Linked DNA regions of Mus musculus: region 1 is linked to region 2. The links are chromatin contacts, called in public ChIA-PET maps. All regions are on one chromosome and are shown on one strand. The core of a region is the stretch at or near the end of the contact, and the rest is flanking DNA. Distances in the headings are between cores, read along the strand shown.

Evidence for each region. ChIA-PET counts read pairs in DNA pulled down with a chosen protein or histone mark.
Region 1: an RNA polymerase II ChIA-PET map of effector CD8 T cells shows a contact between it and region 2, with 8 read pairs. The contact joins two enhancer-like sites. A contact is called at or near these places in 3 of 115 datasets of contacts at active chromatin or transcription factors (bone marrow-derived dendritic cells, effector CD8 T cells and large pre-B cells).

Annotation. Positions count from the first base shown.
Region 1 is chr10:96,785,314-96,791,001 of GRCm38.p6, reverse strand. No RefSeq gene overlaps it. Among named protein-coding and RNA genes, the nearest start is that of Gm33897, 72 kb to the right of the region's middle. Within about 2 kb of position 3,586, at least 51 of the 459 cell types and tissues checked have an H3K27ac peak or open chromatin away from gene starts, as enhancers often do. A contact at or near this core is called in effector CD8 T cells, where this site is marked.
Region 2 is chr10:96,321,989-96,327,699 of GRCm38.p6, reverse strand. All of the region lies in intron 2 of Gm33782 (a long non-coding RNA gene), which reads right to left. Among named protein-coding and RNA genes, the nearest start is that of Gm33782, 16 kb to the right of the region's middle. Within about 2 kb of position 2,234, at least 30 of the 459 cell types and tissues checked have an H3K27ac peak or open chromatin away from gene starts, as enhancers often do. A contact at or near this core is called in effector CD8 T cells, where this site is marked.

The sequences.
Region 1 (5,688 bases), core at 2,337-4,836, 460 kb before region 2:
CCATAGTGGCAATGGCGAGCATCTCCTTCCAGCAAAACTGACACATAGGAACAACCATAAAGGCAAAGTATGTCTTGCAAAGGCAAGCAGGTCACTACTCATGGGTCACCAAAAAAGGAATTGAACCCTGGGTGTGAAAAGAAGAAACAATTGTGAACAAATAAATTAATCTAAATAAAAGTGACATTTAACATCAAGCTGTAATTATAGAAATTGCTTGTGATCTGAAATACTTTTTCTATAGTTTATTTTTTATGTTTTTTACATTAATAAGAATAAAAAAATAGCAATCAGATATTGTAGAGAGGTGCCATGTTCTAAGCACACCACAAACGTATTTGTATGAATTGTCTCAGTTTTCTTTTTGTAAGAAATGGTGATTACTCCAAGTTTGTTAAATGTAGCAATTGTGGCTTTGAGCAGCGAGTTCTTCCAATGTCCTATTGTAAAAAGATAAGAGTATTTTTCTTTTTTTTAATTAGATATTTTCTTTGTGTGTATTTCAAATATTATCCCCTTTCCTGGTTTCGCCTCTGGAACTCCCCCATCCCCTCCCCCTCCCCCTGTTCCCCAACCCACCCACTCTCATTCCTGGTCCTGGCATTCCCCTATACTGGGGCATAGAACCTTCACAGGACCAAGGGCCTCTCCTCCCATTGATGACCTAAGAGGCCATCCTCTGCTTACATATACAGCTAGAGCCACAAGTTCCACCATGTGTTTTCTGTGATTGGTGGTTTAGTTCCAGGGAGCCCTGGGGGTACTGGTTAACTCATATTGATGTTCTTCCTATGGAGCTGCAAGCCCCTTCAGCTCCTTGGGTACTTTCTCTACCTCCCTTCATTGGGAGTGAGAAGGGTATAGGGGACTTTCGGAGGGCAAACTAGGAAAGGGGATAACATTTGAAATGTAAATAAAGAAAATATCTAACTAAAAAGAAATAGAAAAAAACAAAATAAAATAGCAATAAAAAACTTGTCTGAGGTTAAGAGAGGCAAAGTAAACACCAACCGAGCACAAGTTTCTCCTTTTGGTAAATCAACAAGTTTTTGTAACTAGGGGTTTGTAAAATATGGTTAATGCGCTGCATATCATTAAAATATTCATTTCAAAAATTAAGAGTAATAGATTTATGGATTCTAGGAAAAACTAAAATCCAGTTTCTTCTTCTTCTTCTTTTTTTTTTTTTTGGTTTTTCGAGAAAGGGTTTCTCTGTGTAGCCCTGGCTGTCCTCGAACTCACTCTGTAGACCAGGTTGGCCTCGAACTCAGAAATCCGCCTGCCTCTGCCTCCCAAGTGCTGGGATTAAAGGTGCGTACCACCATGCCAAGCAAAATCCAGTTTCTTAATTTATAAGATGAAGATACAAAATATTTGTTCTGGCCATTCATAGTTGATATGTTAAAGACTGCTAATATGTGTTCTAGTGTGTTTAGAGTTACAAAATATTATACAGCTCAAAATTATCGTAAAAGTAAAATAAAATATGCATGCCAGCCTTTAGAAAGAGAATTTTACCAGCTGCTAATAAATGAAGGGCTTTTACATTCCCTCATTCGATGTTTTAAAATATGGCTTCAGTGAGTAACTTTAATCTATAAAATGTCTTTGTATGATTATTTCTGACCTATCTTACTTCAAAAAAAAACCAGCTAACAAAAGTATATCAGAAATTTAGCATAATAGAGCTCATCTTTTAAAATATATATACACACCTTAAATTTAGTTTCCAAAGGCATGCATCTTCTGAGAAAGCTCCTTGTTAATAATTTCAAATATTACTTCATTTCATGCATCTTCCATCAACAGTCTCATCTTTAAAAATGAATGTAAGAAGCAGGGAAAGTTGCTATTGTCTCTTTTGAAAAATGAAAATGCCTAATTTTCATACTGCTGTGGCACGGTTCAAGCTAATGATGTGCTAATGTGGTATCAGAGTGGTAACTCCTGCAGATCCAATGGCCTCATCAGGAAGCTGACCTCACAATAGTGTTGCTAGCATGTTAGATTTGACTCGATTTCCATAAGTAAATGGAATCTGAGACTCATTGCATGTTAATCACATAGTTTAGTATGTCCCGTATTTATTTTGAATAAGCATTGCATTCTCAAATAAGAATTATGTGCAGGAAGATGGGCCAGAATTTGATGGAGAAACCGGTGGGTACCCACTTCTTTTGGCTCCCGTGATGAATAGAGATTTTGAAGCCTATAGAAAATGAGAGCAGATGTGGGTAATGACATAATTTGTTATTTATGAATGCAGGTTTTCTCTGAAGATTGAGGAATTATCATGAAAACTATTCACTGAACCTCAAAAAAAATCAATAAATATTAATATCAGAATGCAAATGTTTTCACTATCATTTAAAATGTGAAGAGTATTTACCCATTTATGCCTCTGAACAATTCAGAGTGCCCTGAATGCTTATTGACTGTATGTCATTGCATGGTTCAGAGCAGTTCTCTGAACTGCTTAAAACTCTCAGCAAATCAGGAAGAGCACATTCGAAAAAGATAAGGCTGCACATTGTCCTCTTGCCCCTGTCACTCGTGGAAAGCGCCCTGGAGTGCAATCAGGAAACCTGGGCTTCGATATTTAAACACCATGTGACTCCAAGTAGCTTTCTCAAATATGAGCTACATTTTCCAAACCTATTAAATGAGAATAAAGGCACCACCCTCAAAGGGATATTTGAAGATAAACTGACATCAGAACCCACAGTATACATTACTATTTTAAACCCAATTAAGAATTAAGGATCTCCCCCCAAAAGTAGTAATTATCAACAAGATTATCTGAGAGTTCTTTTTTTGGTGGATATGAATTTGATGACATCATCCACATGAAAAGGAAATGGCAGGTCATCCATATATATACATATATATATATAGACATATATATTCAAATATTTCTAGTTATGATAATTATATAATTGTATAGGGTATAACTAAAAATTTCTCTATATACACAACAATTATGGGACATTGATTTAGTCTTTGATACTATGAGTGCTGAACAATTGATTGAGTTACCAGAGTGGTATGAATTTAAGAATGTCTCCCATAGACTCAAGTATTTGAATACTTAGTTTGCAGCTGGTATCAGTGTTGGGGAAGGCTATATAACCCTCTTTAGGGGGAGTCCTTCTGAATGAAGGATATCACTGAGGGTAAGGTTTGAGAGCTCAGAGCCACTTACAGCCTGTTCTCTCTAGTTCATGTTTGGGCTTAAAGATAGGATTTCTCAGCTTCCTGCTTCTGCTGACTGACATGTCTGCCTCTTACTGATAAACCTTCCTACCATGGTCCATTCTTAAACCCCCCGGAACCATAAACCAAAATAAATTCTTCCACAAGTTGTCACAAAAACAAAAACACAAAACCCTAATACAGTCATTAAATTTATTAAACCAGTAAAATTGATAGTTCACATCTGTTACAGTCTTATGAAGATTCATCTGTCCCTTTCTGGAACTGGCGAATAAATCATTGAACAAAAGCTCACCAGCTCAATACACAGTTCAAACAGCATTATACAGGAAACCTTCTCAAGTGTCTTGTAATCACCTGCCTAACGCTCTGTGGTGCCACAGGCAGGCGCAGGAAGTGGTTACAAGTAATCAAGCTCTAACTTTACGACTTTAACCAACTCAGCGGCTCTGTTTGCATGGCTTTCAAACAGCAGCATTTTGCCTAAGATTCCATTCACACAAGAGAATGCAGTGGTTAGTTCTTAACTGTCACCTTGACACAACCTAGAGTCACTGGGGATGTGTCTCAGTGAGGAATTGTCTAAGTGACCTGGGCTTATGGGCATAACCCTGAGGATTGAATTATGTATCAAGGGATAGGAAAATACCCAACCTAAAAGAGAAGCACATCGTTCCCTGAGCATCCATTCTCTCTGTGCTATTGACTGTGGGGGTGACGAGCAGCTTCAAGTTCACACCTTGACTTCCCCAAAACGATGATCTGGGACTTGAAACTTTAAGCTAAATAGACCTTTGCTCCCTTAAGTTGTTCAGACAGAATGTTTTATTCCAACAACAAGAAACAAAATCTAGACAGACAATTTGATTACTATAAAGGCACTTGAATTAATCATGGTTGGTGGTGCATTCTTACAATCCCAACATTCAGGAGGTGGAAGCAAAATAATCACCAGATCAAAACCCCTCAGCTCCAGATTGAGAGCCTTTCTCAGACAACCCAAAGGAGAAACATCTCACCTTGATGATTCCACCTTCGACAGTTCAAAGATGAGGAAGCTGTAGCCCAGAGACCACAGTACCTAAGGTAACAGTCAGCTACTTAATGAAGAGCACCACTAAGTTCTCTAGACTCTTAGTTGTCGTTATTTCTCCCATCATGATAATAATATCCATCTCCCTGTCATGTGCTGCACATCAAACACCAAGCCACACATTCCACCTGTATTTTTTTTTATACGCGGAAAACTCTTTAAGAATTCTACCAGTTTGATGAAGAAGTTCAAGGATGTTAAGCAACTTGAACAAGCCTACATTCGATTTCAGCCTAACACAAAATGTGTTTAAGCTGGAGGTTTCGTGTTGGCCATGAAAACAACAAGCCATCACAAAGCCCGTGAATAACTGAGTGTGTATTATATAATTAGTGGCCAGATTTTGCCATGCTTTTCATGTTCACTTTCTCAGAATTGAGACACAAGGACTATGAACATAGAGAAACCAAGTGAAATCTTTATTTCAGAACTGTTTTCCTCTCTCTGAACTGTAATCACATCTAATTTTATGTTGATTCTATATGTTATTATTGGGATAAGCTTGTGGCTTTTCTACTGTCTGATAGATCATGTTATTAAACACATTCATTTATTTCCTGGCTCAGGTGGTATAATGTGTACTCTGCAGATGAAATCTGTGTGTGTTATTGGGAAGGGGCTTTCCAGGTGACATTTGTGCCTTGCAAGTTTCATGTTCAAATCAATTTTCTTCAAATATAGATAAGCAGGGTGTTTTAGTATAACACCATTGTGGGATTTGGCCTATTTTTATGCAAATTGTAAGTCTGTATCTCAGGTATACAGAGTTTCACGGTTAAAAAATGTATATTCCCTTTCAATAATCTGTCTATAGTATGAAATTATCAAGGATGGATTTATTAGACCCAAAGAAAATAGTAATTCCAATTTGAGGCTTTTTACATAAGTTAAAAGGAATGATATTGTGGTTCCTGCCATTGTTATATTGTTTAAAGTAGAGATGGATAATGGGGTTTAAAGGTATATGGTAAAGAAGAAATACAACACAATAAATAATACATGAGAAGGGAGAATACTGTCGATGAAAGCATATGAAAAGACAGCAATGGGGAGATAGTCTGGGGGTTGGGGAGAAATCAAAATGAATCTAAATTGATAAAGTATGCCTGAAAATGCCACAAAGAAATCTGTTACTCTGTGATCTAATTTAAAATTTTTAATTAAATTGAACAGATTCAAGAAATTCCTGTAGTATACTTACAAATATTCATATGTGTTGCTGTTCTCTTAAAAATGAATATGTCTCACCAAAATTGGCTGCGGGCAGAGGGGGGTCCTCAGAAGCCAGAGGTGACTAGTGTTACTGTTGCTTAAAGTCTTCACAAACGTGTCTGCAGTGGAGGTAAAGTTTACAATGCACTCCTTTAAAGTATCAAATCCAT
Region 2 (5,711 bases), core at 985-3,484:
ACCCTGCTATGAGTTGTATCAGATCAGTTCCATTTGGGGGTTGGGGAGACTAACATTTCCCTAGCAGTATAGCAGCACTCACCCATAGCCTCTGCATCATCTCTTGCCTCGAGGTTCCAGTCTTGTTTGAGTTTCTGTTCTGACTTCCATGATGATGAACAGTAATAATGGAAGTGTAAGCTGAATAAAGCCTTTCCTCCCCAACTTGCTTTTTGATCATGGTGTTTCATTGCAACATTAGACACTCTAAGGTAGATAACATGATTCTGTAGTGTGGATGCAATTTTACAAGAGTGCACTATGGCATCACAGTCATCTTTTAAAATCCTGGTCACTGGAATGTGTTCTGGGTCCTCACGGATACCTTGGGTTTTTACAGTGTAATGCAGGATACCAATACTCCCTATAAAACAGCTTCATGGGCAAAGACAGTATGGAAGAAATTTATTTAATCAAAAAATATGTTTTCTGTAGACCTTCTCAAAGCCTTCAAAAGGATAATCTAAATTGTGGATCCACAAGATGTGATATCAGGCATATTTTCAAACTCATTTGTCCACAGAATATTATTTTCCCTCAAAAGTGTAGGTTTTTACTGAACTCACAACTGTTAACATTTACTATGTACTGGCATGGAAGATACGTGTTAGCTATTAACTTCATCTATTAAATGACTTCTTTCCCTGAAAGAACCTGCAGACTCATGAGTTGCTTATTGCAATCCTATATTCTTAGTTTGGAATTTTCTTCAGAGAGATTTTTTCTATGCCATTCCCCAAATTTTGGGCACTGTGAGACCATTTATTTCACAAACAGACTGAAAAATGATCTGAGGAAGATGTTGACTTTTAATAGAGATGTGTTTTAGATGTGCATGGGTTTGTATGTGTGTTTGTTTGTTTTGTGTTTTGTTTTGTGTTTTCTTTTAGCATTCCCAACTAGAATATTAAAAACAATACTTCTGTTGCTGTTCTCTCTATTCTTCGTCAGTTGTAAATGAGTTATGGAAGCCCTTGATAAAGGTCTGAAGATACCCATCTCTGCTCTCCTTTTCCCTTGGATCTGATACCTCTTCCTAAACCAGACCTCAAATCACCACACTTTTCTCTCTCTTCCTGCTCAGAAAAGATCTGGTATCAGCTGAGTGGATTTGTTTAGACTTCCTGGTAGATATTTTCCAAAGTTCTTTCTATGTTGTTGATTAATGATGAGCTGATTTAGGGCATTGATCTTCTTCATTAGTCTAACATACATGCATTCTAACATACACACGTGTGCACACTCCCTTCAAAACAGGACAAGATCGTGTCTCTTTCTTGGGGGTAAAGGAAGAGATCTATGTTACCTGATAGGAATTCCTCAACCTCAAGGAATACAAGTTCAAAGCTATACTGATCTGGGAGTCCTGTATGTCATCACTGCCCTCTAGACCCAATAAGCAGGTCCATAGTCAGTCATCCTGGAATAAGCAGTAAAACATGCCTTAACCCACAGAACTCTGATTAAAACAGTGGTGTGCTGTAATAATGTCCGGCTTCCTATATAATGAAGTGATTTTTGAGCATGATTGAGTAGTTATGATAATATCAGATGTAAAAATAAGCCTGAGCGTAGATTCATAAATAGTATCTTCTTCTGCACTGGTTACCATAGGGTCAGTAAGAACTTCCATTTCATGGGGACACTGTGGTTGTCCATCCTTTGGGACCCAAAATGTAATCCCTTACTCCACTCCCTCTGTAAGCAGTTGACTTAATTATTCCAAGATTCTCCCCAGCTACTGGATTTTTCTATCCCACTGATGTGGTCCTTAGGTGTGCCCATGTACAAAGCCTAAAATTATAAGCTTGATTATGGCAGAGCAGTTAAGTTCATAACTATTGAACTATTAAAATTGAACTAAGAGAGTATTGGCACATGTCTTCAGTCCCAAAGCTTAGGAGGCAAAGGGATATCTGTTAGTTTAAGGCCAGCAAATGTCAGGCCAGCCAGAGTGCATAATAAGATCCTCAAAAAAGAGTGAGTCAATCTATAAACAGCACTTGAATAGGATGTTAGTCAGCCTTCTCTCACTTTAACCAATGTCTGAGGTAGTCAGCATCTGAAAGAAGAATAATGAGCATCTTGATCCAGTATTGGAGATTCAAGTTCATGACCAATTGTCCATGTTGCTCTGGGGCCTGAGGTGAGGCAGCCAATCACAGTAGACAGGCAACAGGAAAACCACTAACCCCAGTGCTGTGTGTGTAGCTGTTGCTACCCTGCCTATGTTCTGGGAACAGGCCCCACCCAGCTTCCCTTGACTCCACAGAAAAATAACACACACAAATCTGTTGCTCATTTTCAACTTGCCTTTGGACACAATTGCTGGGTGCTACTGTCTCTCGCCTGGAAAAACATGCCCTTATCAATAGTGTTTGTTTGTTTGTTTGTTTGTTTGTTTTGAGACAGGGTTTCTCTGTACAGCCCTGGCTGTCCTGGACTCACTTTGTAGACCAGGCTGGCCTCGAACTCAGAAATCCACCTGCCTCTGCCTCCCAAGTGCTGGGATTAAAGGTGTGCACCACCAAGCCCAGCTCCTTATCAATATTCTTATCTCTGTCCTAAACTTAGTTGCTCAGTTACATCTTGTAGGAGCAGCCTGTATGGTCTCTTCGTTTTGAGATCTCATGTCTGGTCAACTTTAATCCATCAGAAGCCTGGCTAACTCTCCTCCCTTGTGTCTATCTCTCTTCCTCCAGGGACCTGGAATTCCTGCCTATTCCTTCCACCCAGCAATTGACCTATGGCTTCTTTACTGACAGATCAAGAACTAACTGGGGAACAGGACAGCATCAGAGCCACCCCTACACCCCAGTGCTTGAAGACAAAAGGAAGAAGAAGAGAATACGACTGATTTTCCCTCTGGGCAGTCACACCCACACTCACCTACACACTACCTAACACATCTCATCACTATTTCTCTAATTTTGGTTCTTCATTCCAGCCAGGCTTAAAACTTATGGGGGAGACCTCAACCCCACAATCACCCTTCATCAGCCTCCCAAGGGCTGCAATTCTAGGCACATACCATCATACCAGAGTGCGGGACCCAGTTCTTAAATGTTCCATCACTTTCCAACAGCAGCCTGAGAGTGATCAAGTCCCTTAACTGTTGGATTCTGGGAACATTTATGGTATAAAGTATTGGAAGTAGCCTTATGGACCTTGACTCGGTCAATGTATTTTTCAAATATTTTGTCCCCATATAAGACTCGATATTTGGGCCACCGTCATCTAAGAGAATAGTAATAGAATTCAATGTTTGATCCCTATACTTTTACTCTTGTCTTATACAATTTATATCCCACACAGAATAATTAACTTTAAAAACAAAACAGGGTACTTATATTTTGGTCAAAATGTAGTTACACCTCTAATAATTGTCATAATTATAAAAATGAAAGAAAATTACACACATACACACTTTATACAAATGCATGCACATGTGCACACACACATATAAATTTCACATTTTGAACCAGAATACAGTTCTGCGATTCCCTACAATAAAGGAAAATCATGAGGTGATATAAAGGGGTGACCATCCTTGCTATCCCATTTTGCCTGGGGTCCTAGAACATGAGTGCTAAGTACTGGATACGTTCTTTACCTCTAAGCCTGGTGCTCATGACAGTAGGCTGCTTTGGGGAAGCTGGTAGCGAATCATGCAAGGCTTGCCTTTCCAGATGAGTTGAGGAAATGGAGGCAGATGTTTAGAGAAGCCAGGAAGCTAGGATTGAAGAAGTGGATACCAGAATAAAGAAAGCTGAACAAAGAAAGACAAGAGCTCTTCAGATACACAGAAGGGTCCCCTTTAGGCACAGGTTGAGGTCCGATGTGAACATTTATAACAGACAGCTTCTGAGTCCAAGGAGTGAGAGGATAAGAGATGAGTTACAAAACCCTTGGGAAACACACAGAGCTGACATTCATTTATGATCCCAAGGCCAAGAAGGGAAATATTTCATAGTTCAATAACCATGAGGTCAAATCCTCAGAGGGCCACTATTTTGGTAATGGGAGTAAGATATCTCTAGATTAATAACTTCTGATAAGATCCAGCTGCCTCCAAGCAACTCAACTGTGCCCAAACTGAACAACAGCATGATTGCTAAGGTTGTTTTAAGAAATACAACAAGGTCAGGACTGTAGAAAGAAGTTAATGACTAGAAAAAGGAATAGGCCAAGATGCTTCAGGTAGCAGACAGGGACTCTAAAACACTTATTGTCTATATTACCTGTATGTTTAAAAAATGTTATGCAAAAATTGGGCATGATAAAGAGGGAGCATGAAAATATGAGAATACTAAGAAATGTCTGTAGGCCAAATATATACTAAATATAAAACACTCCTCAGAGGTGTGTACCTGAGTAGATACCATAAAGAAAACATCAGTGAATTAGAATATAAAGCTTAAAAATCCAAAAAGACCAAAAATGTAAGCATCACTGAGATATGGGACAGTAACAGTGATGATAACATTAACATCCATGTAACAGGAATTTAAGGAGGAGTTAGGAACAACAAAAAACTTGAAAGAGTGAAGTCTAAAACTTATAAAATTTGATAAAAACTAGAAATCCAAAAGTGCTTTTTTTTCCCAACTTGACAAGGACCGAGATGTAACTAGAAAGAATGAATCATAATTGAGAAACTGCCTCCATAAGGTTGGCCTGTAGGCAAATCTATGGCTGCATTTTCTTGGCTGCTGATTGGTTTGGGAGGGTTCAATGGGGATGTTGCCACCACCCCTTGGTGAGTGGTTGTAGATCCTATAAGAAGGCTAAGCAAACCATGAAAGCAAGCCAGTAAGCAGCGTACCTCCATGGTGTCTGCTTCAGTTCATGGTTCCACATTCCTGCCCTCTTGACTTCCTGCCCTGACTTCCTTCAGTGATAGGCTGTTACCTGGGAGTATAAAACCTTTTCCTCCCCAAGTTGCTTTTGGTCATTGGTGTTTCATCCCAGCAATAGAAACCCTGAGACACTGAAGAACCAAGAAATCCAAAGAATCTAAGAATAGTAAACCTCAGCAAAGAAGCCAAGGCAAATGGTGAAAGTGGGGATAAGATAATACTCGAGATAAACTCTTAAAAACAGCAGGAGGGATTGTGTAGCTATCACAGATAGAAACGAAAATAAGAGCATGCCTGTCTTTCTTATAAAAAAACTATTCAATCCAAATGACAAAAGGAAGATATGTTTAAATTACTGAAAATTAAAACAAAAAACTCTAACGGAGATCTCTTTATATGGTAAAAGTATCTTTTTTAGAGACAAGTTAAAGGAAGATTTCATACAGACGAAAGGAGAGGTGACTCATTATCCAAAAACAGGCGCTTCCACAAAAATTGAAAAAACTATTTGTGTCCAGAAAATGTATTTTCACTGTGGTGAGAGTGTCCCAGAAGTGGGAAGCCTCCATCCATGGCTACATGAATGTGGGGCAGAGGTTCATGCCATAGAACAGCATGAAGATGTGGATGTGGGCAAGAACTAGGCCTGCTCCCTGTGACTTATAGGCCAGGCCAGGCCTCATCTCCTAGGTCCTCCACACCCTTCAAAATGATACAACAGTATATCAAACACAAACTTACAGGACAGGGCGTACATTTCAGATTCAAACCAACAACTAGAGTATATATGAGAGACATTAATGTACTTAGCCA